Linked DNA regions of Mustela erminea: region 1 is linked to region 2. Evidence: chromatin contacts called from public Hi-C data. All regions are on one chromosome and are shown on one strand. The core of a region is the stretch at or near the end of the contact, and the rest is flanking DNA. Distances in the headings are between cores, read along the strand shown.

Region 1 (2,700 bases), core at 124-2,623, 71 kb after region 2:
CTTGACTTATAACTTGACTTATAACTAAGTCAACTTATATATATATACATGTATATATATATATATATACACACACACTGTCCACACACATGCACAGGGCCCCTCCCCATCCCCTACCAAACTGTATGTCTTCTCATGTTTATAAACTATACAGAAAACTATATCTGTTGAACTAAGGGTTGTATTGGTGATTTCTAGCAAGAGAAGAGTTGTAGGGTTTTTGTCTAGAATTCCAACCTGGCAATGACAGTCCCTGTCATAACCTGGTCTTGCCAGGATCTAGGGCAAAGTGTCAGTGGGAAGGGCCAGGGAGAAGAAGGGGAGGCAGCAAGAATCACTTCAGGGGACCAATCTTCTTCGATGTTTAGAGCATCGCCTTGTTTTTATATGCAACACAAGTCCGGCTGCCACCCCAGAGCACCCCATCACCCCCACTGTACCAGGGGTCGTTGTCAGGGGCGAGAAGTGAGAAGCAGCTCATGGGACATCAGGGAGCCAGGCCCTAGGGGAGGGCTTGATGGAGAAGGGAACCAGGAGGGGCTCTGGGTCTTTTTTTTTGCCGACGGGCAGGCAGCAACCACAGTGTTAGCCCAAGAGGCTGGGCAGTGTCATCGTCCGTTGGCCTAGCATTTTTGCCAGTGACGGTCTGGACAGGCTGGGGAAACTCCGGGCATGAGCCCAGGACTCCAGCACAGCTCAGCTGCTGAGTTTTTCCTTGAGGCTCTTTGATGGCCAGCCCAGCAAGAGTCCTGTGCTCGGTGGCAGGAGAGAAAGCATCAGGTGGCCTTAGCAGAAGGGGAACAAAGAGGGCATTTCAAGAACCATCTCAGGCATTTCTGCGTTACGGAGGCCCCCTCCCTCCTGACCCTTCTGAAGATGCCCAGGGACCTGCTGCGGTGGCGGAGGGGGCCAGACTCAGGGGTCAGGAGTGGGGATGTGTGCAGGGCATGGAACAGGCAAGCCCAGTCAGGGGACAGCGGCTCCAGTCAAGGTTGGCCATGCTGCCAGCCAGGGCCCCGCTGGGTACCATCTCCTCTGAGCTCTGCCCAAACCTGAATTCCCCACCAGAGAGGATGTGTGTGAGGAGCAAGAAACACCGAATCCAATGAAAAGAGAAAAACAATAATAAAAAAATTCTCTTGGACAAGAACCCTGTTTCTCATTTCCTAACCCTACATTCCTGAAGTGGTGGCAGATCGCAGGCTTTGTGGGGTGGGCGAGCCTGGCCGGGCACAGTGTGTTTGCTGGCGGGAGGAGCCATATGGGGCAGGGGCACGCTGACTCACTGGGATGCATGTGTGCACACGCATGCGAACACACGCACACACACACACACACGTTCTCCGTTCTAGGGTTCTTCCCTCACCCTCACGGAACATGACTCACTTCCCACACCCTGGCTGTGGATCGGCCCAGTCTCTGCGGCTCTTTCTGGACCAGGCTGGTCCAGGATCCTTCCTGGCTGGTTCCCAAGAGCCGCACCCGCGGCAGCTGAGCTGTGGATTCTTCAGGGCCTCAGGAGTGGCCGGAAGGGAGCTGCCAGTTCCTGGGGCCCAGAGGGCTTCCCAGGAGGCCAGGGATCCACTGAGACAGCAGCAGAGAGGGTCTGGGGGCTGCACCTGCCCCTCTCGCTTCAGAGAAATGAGGCAGTTCTCTCCTCAGTAGAGAGGGGAGAGCTGGGTTTTCAGGTGGGACTGAACAATCTTCCTCTGTACAAGGCTTGAAACCTGCACTAACAGGAGCGCGGGGACGGCAGAGCAAAACACATGCTCTCCCGCTGCCCGCCTGCTCTTCCCCAGGCCGGTGCCAGGGCCCGGCTGTCCCTCGGAACCCGAGGATGTTGTCCTGTTGTTGATTTCATTTCCAGCGTCAGACAGCAAAGCCCTCAGTGGGAAAATCAAGAGTCCAAACACTTTATTAAATTTTTTTAAACAGACTTAGTAAGTCCTGCAATATGAAAGTGAAATGTCAGTACGAGAAATGCTAATGTTTTATAAATGACCGCCTCTGTCAAGTGCAGCTCGGTCTCTGGCTGCCGATTGTTATTAGAGGCAAGGCAGAGGGGCCCAGGACGGCGGGTGTATTTTTAGCAGCTTTCTCCTCTAAGAGGTAGCGGGAATGAAAGCGGCTCTATCGTGAATGACATCACTTGTCACTCAGCAGCTCACAGGCCACACAGGAACGATGGCACCATTGCCCAAAGCACCAGAGCAAGTTGACAAGCCAGGGGCTAGACCTCTCTGGTCACCAGACGCAGCATTCCTCCTGGGTGGGCCAGGGCCTGGAGATGTGGCTTCTTGCCCCTGGGAATCCTGTCCTCCTCCTCTGTTCCTAACAGGGTCACCCCTCTGCCATCTTCACTCAGCTCTTTCCCTTCAACAAGTGCTGATCAAAGGCCTACATGTGCCCGCCGTTGGCGCAGGCTCTTGGGACATAAAAGTGGGAAGATGTGACTCTCCTATGAGGAGTATGTGATTGGTGCCTCTGGTAGTGGCCCTTCCCCCACCGTGAGAAAGTCAACTGAGGTGAGGACGGTCCAGGAGGACTTCCAGGTGAGGGTGACACCTGATGGCTCTAACAGGATGAGGAGGTGGCCAAAGAAGAGTGCGGGGAGTATTCGAGGCAGAAGGCTGGAGGGTTAACAGCAGCATCGTGCTGGTTTGGGATATCAGCAGAGAGCTAGGAGTTGAGGACTGGGAA
Region 2 (2,700 bases), core at 17-2,516:
TTTCTCCTGCCTTGAATGCCCTTTTTCTTCTCAGACTGATAACTCAACCCTCAAGCCCCAACCTAAATGGCATCCCTTTGATGAAGGCTTCTTTGATCATCCTTCACCTTCACCCCCCTCACAGAGCTAGTAGAGCCCCCAACACTTTGTTTCTCCTCCTGTCACATTCTAAGATGCCTTGTGGGTCTTTCTTCCCCAGCTATGCCCTAAGCTCTTGTAGTTACATGCCTATGTAGTTAGCGGAAACCCAGAGCCTTGGTGCCATTGAATGCAGAGACCTTGTCTTTTTCACTGGCTGAATCCCTAGGAATAGTAATGCCCCACGAATTGACCCTCAGTAAATGCACGTTGAATGAGTGACTTAGCGCCCTCTTCTTCCTTTCCTAGGACCCCTCTTATTCCAGGCCAGTAGGGGGTGCCGCCTCCACCCAGGATCTCGCCTGGCCTGAACCTTTTCTGTTCAGCCCAACTGGCCCCCTGCGGGACCTGCTTTCTAAGCGGTGCCTCCTCCATTTTCCTGGAAGCCCCGGGCGGGGTCGGTGTAGACTGAAGGAGATCGGGGACACCCCCCTAGGCGGGGATAGCCCATCTGAGCCCCACACTAGTCCCTTCCTCACTCTAGAATTTGGAATTGGGCCTCACTGACTGCTTGCTGCGTGGGCTAGACCAGTCTGGGGGCGCGCCACACCTACCCCCCAAAGGAATAGTATCCTGGGACGCGGGATGCGAAGCGGCTGGGTTTTCCGGAGCTGTCCTGGGCGGGGAGGAGCCGTCGAGCCTCCAAGAAGGAAGCGAAGTCGCCTAGAGAGGATATGGGCAGGAGTGCAGACTTGTGATCGGGGTCTCTGGGTGGCAGTCCTCCTGTCCCAGCCAGTGGGCAGAGCGCACGCTTCCAGCCGCCTCTCTCAGTGACCTCCAGCCACGAAGGGCGAGCAGACGGGGGTTGGGCTGCGGGCGCGAGCTCCGGGAAGCCCGCGGGGCCGAGAAGGGGCTTTCGAGTAGCCCGACGGCTGCCCAGGGCCTGGGGCAGGTACTCGGACCCACACGGGCCAAGGATCGTCCCTAGGGGCGGGCGCAGCGAAAACACCTTGGGAGGCGGCGCCGCGCTGCTGAGCGCCGCTGCCCTGGGAATAGGACGGCGCTCGGCACCGCGAGCTGAGAGCACTTTCATAAATTTTGTATGGGAGGCGCTCCGTGAGCGGGGGCGGGGAGCGGAGCGAGAGGGAGGGAGCTAGCGAGCGAGGGAGGGAGGAAGGGAGGAGAAAAGGTGGGGGAAGCCGGGGGGTGGGGGGGAGGAAGGGAGGCGCCCCGCTCCGCCGATCGCTTCGTCCGGCAAACGCGCGCCGGGCGCTTTCCCCGGAGCTCGGCGGTGCGTGCGAGCGCCCTTTTGCAGCAGCCGCGGCGGCGGCGGCCCGAGGGGGCGGAGAGGAGGGGGCCGCGGCCCGGCGGCCGGGCGGCCGGGGGGCGGCGTCCCCCCTCAAAACCGCCTGCAAAGAGCTCGGGGCTGCAGAAGCAGGCCGCCGGCTCCGCGGAGCAAGCCGCTTGTCCCGGGGCTGAACGAGCGCGCCGGGCTGCCAGGCAGCGCCGCGGTTGCTAGTGGGCGCCGGTGCCCTCGGCGCTGGGTTTGGGCTCACCATGCCCCTGAGGGGCCGGGCTGCCGGGCACAAGCGGATCCCCGGCTTGCCCCCGCCTCGACGCGCTCGGATTAGCTGTAGCCGGCACCCAAGGATTTGAATCCGGACTCCGGCAGGGAGCGCGCCTAGGCCGACCTCCGAGTGGCGGCCCCGCGGCCAACATGCTTCGAAAAGGTGAGTTGGAGCCGAAGGGGCAAGTTGGAGTTGAGTGCACACGCGGCCGAGCCTCGAGCCCGGGAGCCACCCGAGCGCTCTCCCGCGCCCGAGCTCCTGGCCCGGGAAGCAGCGGCTGGCGGGCTGGCGGGCTGGCGGGCTTTGCCGGGACGCACCTGCGGAGGGTTTGCTGCTGGAGCTCAGCCCCTGTCTGTGGCCGGTTGCGAGACACGGGATTTGCGCCATGGATCAAGCGGCCAGGCCTAGGGATCTGGCTCGGCGAGGTCATTTCGAGACCACTGTGAGCTACCCATGATGGAAAGGAAGCCGGCCTTCTGGGACCTTTGCTTTGCCATTATAAAGTTTTGCAGTCGCAGACTCCTTCCGCTGCGTGGGCACATGCTGCCAGTTCTGCCGCTTTGGCGGGGCCGGGTGCGGCCCGCGCTCCAGGGCGGCCAGCGGTCAGTCACCGCGCCGCCCGGGCGCTCACTGCGCGCCCTCGCTTCTCAGGCGGGGCCGGGACGTGGGCATCTTCCCTACCTACAGTCCTGCTTTAGTCCTCAGGGACGGGCTCTGGGCACCCAGCAGCCCAGGGGAGGTGGCTAGCGCCTGCCGTCCTGTTCTTCAAACTTTCCTTATGCCTGGAGCAGCGAGATGGGAAGGCGGGGGCCGTACCCGCTCCGTGCGCGGCAGGTGCCAGGCTCAACTTGAGGAGAGCTGGCCCCGCGACCACCTAACCACAACCACCCTCCCCCTGCCCCCCTTTCCCCCGCAGCCCGGCTCATTGCAGAGCGCTGCAAAGTTGGCGCGGGTGCTGGGGAAGTCCCGCCGCGCCCCCACGTGGCTGCCGCGCGGGGAGCTGTCCCCGGGGCCCAGGGAGGGCAGGTGACCACGCCGGGAGCCCGCAAACGCG

Evidence for each region. Hi-C and Micro-C count contacts between places; a contact is called where the count stands out from the background.
Region 1: a Hi-C map of skeletal muscle shows a contact between it and region 2, with 8 times the contacts expected there. The contact joins the enhancer-like site here to the promoter of RTN4RL1 in region 2. A contact is called at or near these places in 2 of 3 Hi-C or Micro-C datasets (fibroblasts and skeletal muscle).

The regions. Positions count from the first base shown.
Region 1 is chr18:16,533,643-16,536,342 of mMusErm1.Pri, forward strand. RTN4RL1 (reticulon-4 receptor-like 1) reads left to right here. Exons shown (of 2, transcript XM_032320509.1): 2 at 1-2,700. Among named protein-coding and RNA genes, the nearest start is that of RTN4RL1, 71 kb to the left of the region's middle. Within about 2 kb of position 1,374, the one cell type or tissue checked has open chromatin away from gene starts, as enhancers often do. A contact at or near this core is called in fibroblasts, where this site is marked.
Region 2 is chr18:16,463,102-16,465,801 of mMusErm1.Pri, forward strand. RTN4RL1 (reticulon-4 receptor-like 1) reads left to right here and starts at 1,267. Exons shown (of 2, transcript XM_032320509.1): 1 at 1,267-1,808. The coding sequence starts at 1,796.